Regions from separate parts of the Danio rerio genome. Here region 1 is linked to region 2. A link is a contact called in public Micro-C data. All regions are on one chromosome and are shown on one strand. Each heading gives the region's core, a stretch centred on a gene start, on an enhancer-like site or on the middle of the called end of the contact. The rest is flanking DNA. Distances are from core to core; before and after follow the strand shown.

Region 1 (7,311 bases), core at 4,119-6,618, 110 kb before region 2:
CAAAAAGTCAAATAAGTAATGAATATTTTGTTCGAACTTTTAGTTGTCTATTCAGTATTGTGGAAGAGTGTTAATCTTTTGCTTTGTGCCAAAACTTCTGATTCTCTATTTATAATGACTTATGCAGCTTTAATCCAAACCCATAACACTTCACCTATAGTCAGGGTGTCCCCAGGGTCTGAAAGTATTAAAATGTCACCCTAATTTCAAAAAGGCATAAACAAGTCTTAAATTGACCGAAATTTTCTGTTGTAGGACTTAAGTATTTTATTTTTAAAAATTCAATACGTCTTAAACAGGTCTTACTTTTCCTTTGTCTGTGTAAATCTATCAAATCAGGCCAACACACATCCAGTCAACAGTCCATCTCAGTAAAATCAAAAATTATTTATTTACATTTGTTTATTAACGCTATTTACCAATAAGGTTTAATTATCTTCCTTATATCCTTACAAAAATGTTTAAACGTTGATACTTGCTTCATGTATTGATAGCTAAATGGTAAGGACACTGACCTGAACAGTTTGTTGTGCATAAATGTTGTTTATTATAGTTTTTAAAAACTTTTTTTAAAGCATTTTTTTTTTTCAGAAATGTTTTGCTGAAAAAATATGTACAGTATGTACAGTAAGTCTGACAATATTTTTTCTTCTGGAGAAAGTCTTATTTGTTTTATTTCGGCTAGAAAAAGCAGTTTTTTATTTTTTTTAAAAAACATTTTAAGGTCAAGTATTAACCCCTTTAGGTTATATTTTTTTCGATAGTCTAAAGCAGTGGTTCTCAAACTGTGGTACGCGTACCACTAGTGGTACGCGGGCTTCCTCCTAGTGGTACGCGGAGGAATCGCCAAATAATGAAATAAACAATTAACACTTTTAATCCTTTGATGCGTACTATAACATCGATGTGATCAGCATTGGCTGTTTAGTGAAGCGTACGATCACAGCTCTGTGCTTAGAGTGTTTATTTTAGTGCATTGTGTCATAAGCTGCTGAATATCAGTTTCCGAAGTTTAAGAATTGGTTCTGAAGCGTGATTTGACTGACATGAAAAGTAGCCAATCACAGTCGACCTTTTCTAGTTTTGCGTGAAACGTAAGGGCGGGACAAAGGCTTTCTGTGTTGCAGAGACAGAAAAAACAAATTAAAAACAAATGTTTTGTTGGAATAATGCTTCTCGGATGTTTTCACTATAGAAATGTCTAGCAGAGTTATTAAACCGCGGACATATTTCCTGCCTATTTTATGATCTACAAACACGTTTCGCTCTCCCGACAGCGAGTCGACTCGCCTCTGACCTGTCACTCCTCTATACAGTCTGAATGGCGGCGCGGGAATGGAGGTATTGCGCAATAACTCATTTCTGCAAATGTGGCGAGTGCTTTGTTTTATCACGAGAGCGCATTCATGTACGCAAATCGCTAAAACAGATATGCGAGCTCTTAAATAGGCTTTTTTTCAAATGAACTGCAAGTGCTCTCATGATTGCCTGCGTGCTCAGATTGAATACAATCGCGATCTTTGCACTATTAAAGTAGACATTTATCTTTGCTCCTTGACTAATTTTAGTCAAAAGTATTTAAATTTATCAAGTATTTAGAAATAGATTGATGCATAATCGATGACAATGCTAATGGTCTTGTTTGGCTGTGTTGTGAAGTGAAACTTACTTTTAGCAAAGGTGGAATTTGTTTATTTCTTTACGACAAAAGAATTATGCTGGAAATGTTTCTGGATGAGGTATTTGTGTGATTTACACATTTAGCTGTATTCTGATCTGTCTTAAAGCATTACAGGTCAAAGCAATCCATTGTTAGTTATTGTTTATTTATCAAAATTAACAATAAAGCTCTTAAAGCACTGCTTTGATAAATGTAGTGTTGTCATATTTCAAATACCTCAAGTAGAATTAAGTCATTTGTTTTATTTTTTTAACTGACAGTGTACTTGTATTTTTTTAAAGTTTGTATTTTAGATTAAGATCAAGTGTAAAATAAAATCTCCATGTGATGTACAGCTATTTAAGAAAATAAATTTGCCATATTGTAAAGAAAAATAGTGTAAAATATGCAAATAAAAGGCTAAATTTAAATCTTTTTACCATATACTTTAATTTAACCTTTCAAAGCTTGAAAATATTGTTTAAAAAATGGGCAAAAACTGTCTTGATGGCCTTAAAGATTATGTGGTAGTTTTACCAGTGCTATTAAAAAAGATTAATTGTCATGAAAGGAAAAATCAGTCACACTTCCTTTGTTAGTGCAAGTTCCTATACATGTAGCTTTGGGATTTAAGCAATTAAACCATTCAATCAAGTTTACACTTAAAAAAAGTGATTTCATAAGGAAAATCAGATTTTTTTAAACTAGTACTTATTAAAAGAGTACTTTGTACTTTTACCTAATATTAGTATTATTTACTAAAATTTGTTTTATTTTAGCTGTGTAATAGTATTTTTACTTGAGTACAAAAAAGATTTCACAAGCATTTAGTGCAGGTTTATTATATTATTAATATATGGTTAATAATTATTATTATTATTATTATTAATGGTTTTTATTTGTATCTATTCCTATAATGTTTTATGGGTTGCTGACAATACATTTCAGGTCTTCAATACATAGCATGTCAGTCTTGAAAAAAATAGGTGCTGGAATTGATTTTCATTAGGCTGTCCCTGTATGAACCCTGTCATGTACATTTAACATTTATTTCAAGATTTGTCTGAAAGTGTATGAATATGACATATAGCCTATATTTATGAGGTCCAAGCAACATTTCCAACTTTTGATGAATAGGCTACTATGAAAACTTTGGATTTAAGTACTGCAGTTTTCTTTTTACTTTGTAAGAACAGTGCCATTTTTTAATGAACTTTTAAAAGCACATTTTAACTAAAACGTTTTTTTTTTTTTTTTTTTACCTGCAAGCACAGTTAATGTTCAGACTATTTAAAATGTTTAAAGTGACTGACAATAATACATATTCTTAATAATAGAAATTAATCTGCATCGTTTTTAACAATGTGCACACCTGTAGCTGCTTAATTAGGCCTACAACGCTATTTTTTTAATACTGGTTAAAAAATAGCGTCGTAAGGTGGTACTTGAAGAGACAACTTTTTTCTAAGGTGGTACTTGGTGAAAAAAGTTTGAGAACCACTGGTCTAAAGAACAAACCATCATTATACAATAACTTGCCTAATTCCCTGACCTGCCTATTTACCCCAATTAACCTAGTTAAGCCTTTAAATGTCACTTTAAGCTAAATGAAATATCTAGTCAAATATTTTTTTGCTGTACGCATGGCAGAGATAAAATAAATCAGATATTATAAACGAGTTATCAAAACTATCTTGTTTAAAAATGTGTAAAAACTTCAATTCAACTTCAACTTCAATTGTATTTAACTAGAGTTTGCTTGTTTTAACACATTATTAGAAATATGTGGATAAAAATAACTTTCAAAAGAATTAGACTTAAAAAATATGTATTTTTTGAAATTTAATTCACAATGGTCTTAATGTCTTAAATTTCACTTGGTGAAACCAGCAGAAACCCTGTTCAAAACACAGTCCGATTCCTTTTATATGTACATTTATTAATTTAACAGACACGTTTATCCATTTCACCTAAGTTTTAAAAGGTAGGTGATGTCAGGTTAATCCATATTAGGAATGCAATGATTAATCAATTTTACTATTAACCTTGCTTTATTTCTTCAAGGTAAAGTAATCGTACAGCCTTCTCAACACCCCGTTTCTGCATGGAACAGAAGCGTTTCTGTGCTTTCCAGACATACCTAGTTGAAAATTCAGTGAGCATACCACGAGTCACGTGACAAGAACTGACCAGTCAGCTTTATACTTTGTATGGAATAAACGCATTTTCTACTCCAGAGAGAAAAAATATATACAAAATGAAAATACCAGGCAGTTTTGTAAAATAGTTGATCAAAAGTGCCTTTCAGACAGGTTCAGCAGCCTTTCACTACATTTTGTTCTCTTTAAAAGGGAAACACTTAGCTAATACTTGCTAATATGTAGATTAGATTTATTAGACATTAGACAAAAACACAATTTTTATTTATTCTTATATTTATTTATTTATTTATTGTTCCAAATTTATTTTCAGTGTAAATTTATAACTTATATTTAAATGCCACAAACTTCTTTCATTTATTTTTAAGTCCAAAGAGAGGACTATTGTTTGTTTTTTTTATTATTTTGTGCTGTATTATTTGGTTGGTTACTGAGCAGCAATAAATAACACTTTAAATAATAAGACGTTTTCGTGTGATTTTCTAAACTAGTAGTGTTTAGAAATGAACAAATGCATAATTATCGTGATAACCATGAAACCATGTGATTTATTCCTACTAAAACTATAATCGTACAACCAAAATATTTAATCGTTGCATCCCTAATCCAAATAAATCTACCTGTATCAAATAAAATTATATGATGACCAGATTTAGGTTTTCATTTCACATGATACTTCAACACACATGCATAGAGCACATCACTTATGGTAAATGTTATTTTTTGACTGGATGACAAGAACCACTGAAATTTGTTCAAGAAAGAATGGTAATTTGATGGTAAATTACATTTTAAATCAACAGTTCACCCAAAATAAGAATTCCATTACACACTCTTCACGGCAAGCATTTGTCAATTGCAATGGAGTTTTTTTACTTCCTAAAAATGAGCAACTACAGTTCCTTATTTGCTGTTGATTTCTTTGAAGCTGCCAAAATGTTAATTTTAGACCATCAAAATAGATTGTGTTGCGAGCAAAACTGCCTTGTTTTCAAAATGTTTATTTTCATCGTTTAAACATAAATCTCATCAAATATTTTAGGGTAGTAGTTCACACAAAAATGTCAATTCTGTCATCATTTACTCACTCTTTACTTGTTTGAAACCTTTTATTAGTTCCTTCTTCTGTTAAACATATAAGGATATACTTTGCAGAATGCCAAAAACCTGTCACCTGTTGTTCTGAAGTATAAAGATGAACCACCAGGTGTCACTACTAAGCTTTCATTCTCCCTAAACAAGCAAGCGAGTCTAGTGACTAAACAAACAAACATACGTTCCCTTTTGCTCTTACCTACAAACCTACTGCCCTGTTTCCATTCTTTTTCTTTTTTTTTTTTCTTTTTTTGGCTTGTACTTGTAAACTTCAAGTATTCCGAAATGCCTGAGCCACAATTTACACACTTCCTGTATGATGAATTACACCAGGGTTTCTGTCAGTTTTCTCCTTCCACCTCTTAATGCTCCACGACAGAAGGAGAGAGTGAAAAGGCAGGCAGGCCTCAAGCACAGGAAACAGCACGAAACTCGACAGGATATCTATAGCTGTGGTTATGCTGATGGAGGCAGAACAGACACTTCTGATTGTGTTTGCTCAATTGCAGATCACTGTGCAGCATTGTTGCAGCTTTTTTCCATTGTTTGATGGTGTACTCGAGGCAAGCATTCAGATGATTCATCTTTAGTCTATATAGTTTTAGTTTATCACTTCAGGATCTCCAACACTCGCTCATGTCACTTTCTGCTGCTTGTTTATATGAGTATGCATTGATTGAAAATGGTTAAAATGTTTGTTTGTTTTTTGTCAGTGATTTAATTTGTGATATATTTTAAGTCTAATTGAAAGACTTTGCATTATATAGAGGTCAGTATACATGAGTTAAAGATGTCTGATTTTGTCTTCATCATCAAATAGAATTTACAAACGTGAGCTAATGAAGTTTAGTGAATGCAAGTAAAGTTTTACTTTTCACACATTCTTTTTCACAACTTGTTAAAATAGATCAAAACTTGGGCAAAATGATATACTGTCATTCAGTGTAACAGAAACATTTATTTAAATATGACAATGAAATCCTTATTTTATGTCTTGCCATTTTTTATTAGAATTAAGGATACGTGATCATAGTAATGCTGAGTTATATTTTATCTAAATGTTTAAATATTTTTTTGCTGACGAATAGCTAAAATGTTGTAGTTTATTACTGGATAAAAGCAAAGCACACTGGGTTGTTTAAACCTAATGTTCATTAAAATATGGCCAAATTCAACAAGGGCTTAATTAATTTATTTGTTATTATTTCAATTACATTTTTCAAATCAACTGTTGGGTCTTCATTTTTTACAATGCATGAACCTGCAAAATTACTATTCCTTTTTATTTTTGGCATATATTCTTTCTCTTATTAAATAAAAAAAACTATTTTAATAAATCTATTTTAATAAATAACTTTTTTTTAAATCCCAGGTTCTGCAGATTGCAATGTCCCAAATTTTCATTGCTAATCTTAGGCCAATTGTAATCGTTTGTTTTGGTTCAATTTAGAAAAGCAGAGCCCTGGGGAACAGAGCGAGTGCTCCGACTTGCAAGTCACTTGAATTGGTATTTTGGGGGTCGCAAGCTGAAAAGTTTGGGAACCCATGCATTAGATAAAACTGAAATCATTTAAAATTCTAATTCTTAGACAAAAGTTAACCTCCAAACTTTAAAGCAAGATGTTGGTATTTCCATAACTGTTGCAAAAAAATAAAAAAAAATAATCAATTATTAGTCAGTCATTAAAACAGATTCAGCAATTACTAAAAGAAACAGGCAGAATGTAATTGTAAATAAAATCACAACAAATCAATTTCCAATTTTTTTTTTCATGAACAGTGAGGAGCTGGACAAGTTCATGGAGAGCCAAGGTGCCAGTGCTCCAGGTATCCTGACCCTCACCACTAGCCTGAGCAAACCCTTTATGAGACTCGACAAATATCCCACACTCCTGCAGGAACTAGAACGACACGTCGAGGTAATTGCAAGCTAATAATGGCATTGACAACCATAAAAATTACTATAAAAAAAAGTAATTCATTAAAAGCGCAATTTTTCCTTTTTTGTGCTTGCAGGAAGCTCATCCAGATTACAGCGACATTCTGAAAGCAACAGCAGCTTTTAAAAATCTTGTGGTACGTCAAATCTTGCTTCTTGTTTGGCACCTGAAGCTTCTTCTAACTAGTGTGTGATTTTTCACTTTTTTTTTTTTGACCAATGTTTCCTGTAATGGTGCCAAAAAGTCTTTTTTTCTGCTTAATTCTCTTGAACCATCATGTCTAAACCACACTGCAGGTTCAGGATGGAGAAGATTTTGCTGTTACATGAAATGTAAAGGTTAAGGTTTGCGAGAGTGTCTCTAAGGTAAAAAAAATGTCTGAGGAAAGATGAGTCATTCCTTAGATAATGGCCCGTCTCACGTCTCCGCATTGAACAACACAGTAGTAGGTAATTTC
Region 2 (7,079 bases), core at 1,836-4,335:
TTAAAGTGTAGATCAGTATTTGATTCTTGTCAAAATGTGTCAAATTTACTTGGTGAAATGACACTTTTGCATGTATGACCGTTTAATAAACCATACAATGTAACTTTATTGACATTAATTGCAATATAATACATTTTTTTGACAATAAAGTTAATAGTCTTGTAATAATCCTGAGTTCCACTCCATTTTTTTTCACTATAAGTATTTTCATTGAGTGTTTTCAATAAAAATGGCATTCAATGATGTTATTTTCTTTTGTAACTTGTAAATTATTACATCATTCTGCTTCATCAAGCAAGGAAAGCTTTAAATTCTTAAGACAATTTTTTTAAAGGTGCGTGACATGTCGGCTTCCTCATATTTAAAACACATTTACTTTCATTTTTCCCCTTCATTTCAATTTAAAACAACATTTACTAATATTAATAGTCAATATATACTGCACAAGTTGTGACAACAGTTGTCGAAATTCAATCATGGCACAAATAAATAGAGGTTCAATTACATCTAATACAACAAAGCTCAAGTTTGCTACATTTCCTGAAGTATACACACTTGTAAAATCCTACTTTGCATATATTTCAGTTCAAGTCAAGCAAGTCTATGAAACCAGTTTTACTTTGCACTGCACTGATCACTGAATAAGTGATGGCAGCTTTTGTTACAGGATCTTGAGATTGTATCTCTGTTGTTTCTCTATAGGATATTCATATATTGTGTTCTCCATATCTGAAGTCATAGCATTCCCTCACAGGTCATCCATTCATGCCTGCTTACGGTAGCCTAAGTGTTAAATAACACAAGCATGCATGCATTATTAAGTGTGTGTAACTGATACAAGGCCCAGTCTGCTATAAAAAATGAATGAAGGGACCTCAAGCTATGGCTAAAATGAAGGAAGCAGACACATGCTGGAAAGCAGTGGTGCCAAAGGGAGTATGTGGTGTTTTATTAAAGGGAGGAGTCCACCACAACATTGCTGATCCTGTCAGTTTCTCATTCCACATACTGGCAAAGTATGCTTAGCTCGAACACAAAGTTTTTGTAGAATGTTTAAAAAATGTTTTCATATATATATATATATATATATATATATATATGTTTCGGCTTAGTCCCTTTATTAATCAGGGGTCGCCACAGCGGAATGAACCACTAACTTATCTAGCATATGTTTTACGCAGCAGATGCCCTTCCTGCCACAACCCAACACTGGGAAACACTCATACACTCTTGCATTCACACACATACACTACTTTCAGTTTAGCTTATTTAATTTACCTATATATGTCCATGGACTGCTTTTATTTTAGTCGAAATAAAAAAATAAGACTTTCTCTAGAAGAAATAATATCATCAGACATACTGTTAAAATTTCCTTGCTCTGTTAAACATCATTTGAAAAGTATTTAAAAATGAAAACAAAAATTCAAAGGGGGGCTAATAATTCTGACTTCAGCTGTATATATAATATGAAAGACCCACCTGCCCATTGACAATGTCCAGAATTTGGCCCCTTATAAAAGCTCATTTGTCCCATTTTTGACAGTATGCCATCAAAAACTGTCAAATTAATTAATAGAAGAAGGCTTTAGGACAAATTGAAAATTCTGACTGAGGAAATGAGTTGTGCAGTTTGTTATTTCCCTACAGGCTACGGTTTTCGATATGTTTTAGTTGGTTTTTAATATGTTTTAACATATTCCTAATTGTTTTTGTTAATGATGATAAATGAATAATTATTTTTCATCCTTTTTATTCAAAACGATTAATCTAAAAATCTAATCTCATGAATTAATTACAGTTTAAACTCACATTTCTAAATAAACACTTCATGGTAAATCAGTATGGGAAGCACTTTGACAAAATTGTAGGAATTTTTTTTGTTGCATCAAAATATGTGGTTATGATCACCATCCGACAAGCTAATCCAGCAAATATTAGACCTTAATATGTCACTAAAATGCTGTATTTGAACCTTATAATTTAATAGAAATTTTGAATAATAATAATAATAGTATAGCATAATAATAATAATATAAATAATAATAATAAAATAAATAATAATAATAATAATAATAGTAATAATAATAATAATAATAATCATTATTATTATTATTATTATTACTATTATTATTATTACTCTATTATTATTATTATTATTATTATTATTATTATTATTATTATTATATCGCATAATAAAATATTACTTATACTATAAATAATTTAATAAAATGTGACATTAAAATGACACAATGATAAAATACTAGAGTTAAAGTATAATTTTTAGCATAAATCCTTAAAATTAAAATCTACCTGTTTCTTTGAGTAACAAAATATATTATACCATTAAACTTAAAAAGATTCTTAATTTATTTTTACTCAAGCCTTTTTAAATTTAGATATGGAGTGAAACACATGCAAACTTTGATGTCAGTAGTGAGTTTAGCATTGAGAACTTTAAAATGCATTCGGTAAATTTAGTGATATAAGTTATAAATAAACTTAAATATATGAATATACAAATAAAAAAAACAATATGCAAAGCAAATATAAAAATAATTGTGTGCTACAGTATGTTACTAAAATTACAAAAAATATTTGAAGAGAACAATCAAAGCCATGTAGGCCTAAACTATTGTACAATATATATATATATATATATATATATATATATATATATATATATATATATATATATATATATATATATATATATATATATATATATATATATATATATATATATATATATATATATGAAAATAACAATTTAAACATTTTGAAGGCATTCGCAGGTCCAATAATATTACGTTTTATATTATGATGAAGACAACACGTTGTTTCCTAAATTAAATACATGATGTCAACTATGACAGCTAAATATGTTTTCAGACATTCTCTAGCACCCCCTCGCGGATTCAATTTGAAACGCCATCGCTGCGTCCCAGGGCTTCTGAGTGCAGTTTTTAGTGTATGCAGTGCGGCGCTAGATGTCGCTGTCGCCGTGTGTCTGCTGCTGCGCGCACCCGGTAGAGCAGTGGCGTCCTCGCGCGCCTCTCATGTGTCAGCGCCAAACAGCAGGGAAAAAACTTCGGCAAAAATGGCGGAGGGTGCAACGTCTCTCAAAGGGTTGCGGGCGCAAATGGGTAAGAATTCAATGATTTACAACTTCTTTTGGCAAGTTCTCGTTACCCAGTCCAGTCATGTGACACATCTTTAGTGCTGTGGCTTTGTTTGGAGGTTGTTTGGTCGGCCGAAGGTTTAAATCCGTTACTTTCATTGAGGCGGTTGAGGGGGAAAGAGTTAGCGGGCTCAGATGGACGGATAACGGCCAGCTAACTGCTAAACTTACTACAGCAACCGGCAACAAGTTTGTGATTGTTCTCTAGTCTGGTCTTGTGGAGTTTAATGCTCATGTCGCATCAATTAACGAGGTTTTGAGGCTATGTTGTGTCCGTTGGGTCTGTATGGAGCTTTCATATAAGTGATGTCTCGCTTGACAGGGACACATCATCATCCCATCTCATCTCCATGTCGTTTTGTTTACTACTTATAGTGTATTATTTCACATTATACACCATAAAACCCTAAAATGTTCCTTTAAACGTGTGTCAATGAGTTCTAAATGCACTTCCCATTTGAACGTTAGCAACAATAGTGAAACTAATGTCGAAATGATTCATTGTGTAAACTATAATTACCTTATATCGATTTTAGTTATTACAGTTAGCTTTTGCTATTGAACTGTACATGTAAACAGCATCAGTGGATATTTAGTAAATATTTAGCTGTATCTGTCGTTTGATGAGTGTTTGACTTGCGGATGCTGTTGGCCATCTTGGTCAGTAATTGCTAAACAGGATGTCTACATATGACTCTCATTACACTTGCAGATGGACTCATAACCTGATGCTGTACCATCCGATTATTTAACCATCTCATTATTCAGCATCTTTGCAGTTGTCATGTGCAGCAAACCAAACTCTGTTTACTAGTTCCTCCCTCCTGGGAAAACATGCATGCTTTGCATGCTCGTCTGCATTGCTAATGAGGAATGATTTTGTGTATAGCTTGTGTAAATAATAGACTGGTAACCTTAGCTTTTACTTTGGCCTGTGGTTAATTTCATAGAGTGTTAAAAGTTTTTAAGGCCTGTTGTGTAAGGAACATAACAGCCCTGGAGAACTTCTGCTTTTTGTGTGCCATTTTATTATTTTTCATAGTTGTTAAGCTCATTGAATTGAGCTCATTGAATCGTCAGAAGCAGGTCACAGTGTGGTTACAAACCTCAAAGTGGGTTCACATCGAGATCTGCATCCTGGCAATGCAGACATAATGTAGGGTGGAGTTTAGTGGTCCAGAAACTTCACATATTTGGTCAAGGCAGCCTGCAAGTGCTTGAATGCCAGTAACTCTGTTTTAAGGTCTATTTATTTATTTATTTTTATTTTTTTGTGTGTGTGTCCAGTGCATTCTTTGCATTTAAAAAAAGTTGTTATTATTGAAGTGCACAAAATATAATGACTCTTTAGAGTCATGTGATATTGAGCTGTTTTGTTTTTGTAATCCACCAGGCTTGTTATAAGTCAATATTAAAACTGGTAGCACCTTTGTTTATAGGGCGTGCTCATCATTCTAGGCTGTCAGAATGAGGGCTTTAATTCTCCTTGTTACTTACTCTGTGCCTCTCCTCTCTTGGTTGTTATTTGAAAGTCATTTAGACTTTGAAGACTCCAGTATACACTGTCGAAGACATTTGTGAAGCAAAATATATTATTCCTTTTTTCAGCCCTACAGGTGTTGTATGCCGAGTTCTAGAGATATTTGTTTAAGTACTGAGGCAGTCAAATGCCTGTGGCAGCCTTTCTACTAAATCATATTTACATTGTTTTTTTGCATGTTTTGCAACACTTTCGAAGTGAATTGGTTAGGAAATGACAGGAAAGGTATCTAGTTTTAAACAGAATATGAATCTGGTAATGCTTTACGTTGGATTTTGTACACATCAAATCAGAGGTAAGATTGTTTACTACACAGTCGTGGTTCACTGACAAGCTTTGAAATGTTGCATTTAATATCGCTCAAGCTTTATTATCGACCCGTAATAAAGATTTTCTTTTAGCCATTAGCACTGATGTTTTTGCTTCCTGGTGAACTAGGGCCCTCAAACCCTCTAGTTTTTCACAATTATTTGGTGAAGTTTTTTTTTGGACTGATTTTGTGGTGGTAATTCCCAGGAATTTGAGGACAATTTTGCTATAAAAATATATATAAATATAAATATGTTCATATAATATATTATTTATCGTATTAGGTAGCCTACTATGTTAGGTGTTAGGGCTGCTCGATTATGGGAAAAATCATAATCACGATTATTTTGGTCATAATTGTAATCACGATTATTCAAAAAGATTATCAGTTGAACTCAAAATTATTTGTCCTCCTGTGAATTTATTTTTATATATAAATATTTCCCAAATGATGTTTTAACAGAGGTTTTTTTTTTTTTTTACAGTATTTCATATAATATTTTTTCTTCTGGAAAAGGCTTGTTTGTTTTATTTCAGCTAGAATAAAAGCAGGTTTGAATAATTTGAAACTTATTTTAATAGCTCGATATTATTAGCCCCTTTAAGCAATATAGATGTTTGATTGTCTGCAGAAGAAACTACTGTTATACTATGACTTGTCTATTTACCCTAATTAAGCCTTTGAATGTCACTTTAAGCTGAATACTAGTATCTTGAAAAATGTCTAGTAAAATATAATGTGCTGTCGTCATAGCAAAGATAAAAGAAATCAGTTATTAGAGATGAGTTATTAAATCTGTTATGTTTAAACTGTGCTTTAAGCATCTTCACTGTATTTTTGATTTTATTATTGATTAATAATAAAAACAGTTGGCAGCAGCAGGTATATCGCACGCTGTCACTTAAAGAACGGTGGGGCTCTGATATGGTTTCTCTTTCACATGTCGTTTGATTCTCAACTTGTTAGTTTATTACACAAATGAGGGTTATTATCAATAGTCACTAAACACCGCGCTCTGACACAAATGTGCATGTATTTGACCATTAAAGCACTCACATTAAGATCGCGTTAGATGTGTGTGTGCTCTGCTGTCCGAGGCTAAGCGCGGCGCGCGTGCAAACTCACACACATGCTACCTGTCAGAGGCTAAGCACGGCGCACACACACACAACAGCACATGCTCTTTTGCGCTTTTAAAAATATGAATGATGCGCATCCCGTGCTGCAAAAGTTACATTACAGCACATGCTTTTAGTCATTTTCACGTGGAACTAAGCTTTGCAGAGGCAAAGAGTTTTCACACCTGTACAACTGGAAGGGTGGCGGTACATGATGGAATAATCGTTTATCTCGATTAATGGTTTTTCATAATCGTTAAAAGCCAAAATCGAAATCGGATTTTTGATTAATTGCACATCCCTATTAGGTGTGCAATCTGACACGATTACTATGACTCTAATCATGAAAATAAAACTTCTTTATTTTGGACTCTTGCCAAAACAAGACCTAAAACAGATCTAAAATGGAAGAGATTAAGCCAAAGGAAGGTTGTATAACTTATTTCGATCCACGATCTTACTTTCTCTTTCTCAGATTTCGCTCCATGGAGCATCTGACATCATGTACCTCACTCTGGACATGGATCTTTGAACCAGTCTCCATGATTGTAAACTACTTGCTGTTCTGTCCGTTCCACTGCTCCATTTGATAGATGTTTGCTCACACTTTCTTTTGCAGTCGCCTAAAGCAAGTCAAAAGCACATTCATTCATACATTTTCTTGTCGGCTTAGTCCCTTTATTAATTCGGGGTCACCACAGCGGAATGAACCGCCAACTTATCCAGCAAGTTTTTACACAGCGGATGCCCTTCCAGGCACAAGCCATCTCTGGGAAACATCCACACACACATTCACATACACACTCGTACACTACGGACAATTTAGCCTACCCAATTCACCTGTACCGCATGTCTTTGAACTGTGGGGGAAACCGGAGCACCCGGAGGAAACCCACGCGAAGGCAGGGAGAACATGCAAACTCCACACAA

What was found. Hi-C and Micro-C count contacts between places; a contact is called where the count stands out from the background.
Region 1: a contact with region 2 is called in a Micro-C map of caudal fin, with 7 times the contacts expected there. The contact joins the enhancer-like site here to the promoter of map7d3 in region 2. A contact is called at or near these places in 2 of 18 Hi-C or Micro-C datasets (caudal fin and hematopoietic stem cells).

What each region holds. Positions count from the first base shown.
Region 1 is chr14:36,347,343-36,354,653 of GRCz12tu, reverse strand. It overlaps arhgef6 (Rac/Cdc42 guanine nucleotide exchange factor (GEF) 6), which reads left to right. Exons shown (of 22, transcript XR_012389811.1): 10 at 6,695-6,833; 11 at 6,931-6,990. Among named protein-coding and RNA genes, the nearest start is that of arhgef6, 32 kb to the left of the region's middle. Within about 2 kb of position 5,368, at least 14 of the 62 cell types and tissues checked have an H3K27ac peak or open chromatin away from gene starts, as enhancers often do. A contact at or near this core is called in caudal fin, where this site is marked.
Region 2 is chr14:36,235,097-36,242,175 of GRCz12tu, reverse strand. map7d3 (MAP7 domain containing 3) reads left to right here and starts at 3,085. Exons shown (of 18, transcript XM_001922471.8): 1 at 3,085-3,146. The coding sequence starts at 3,101.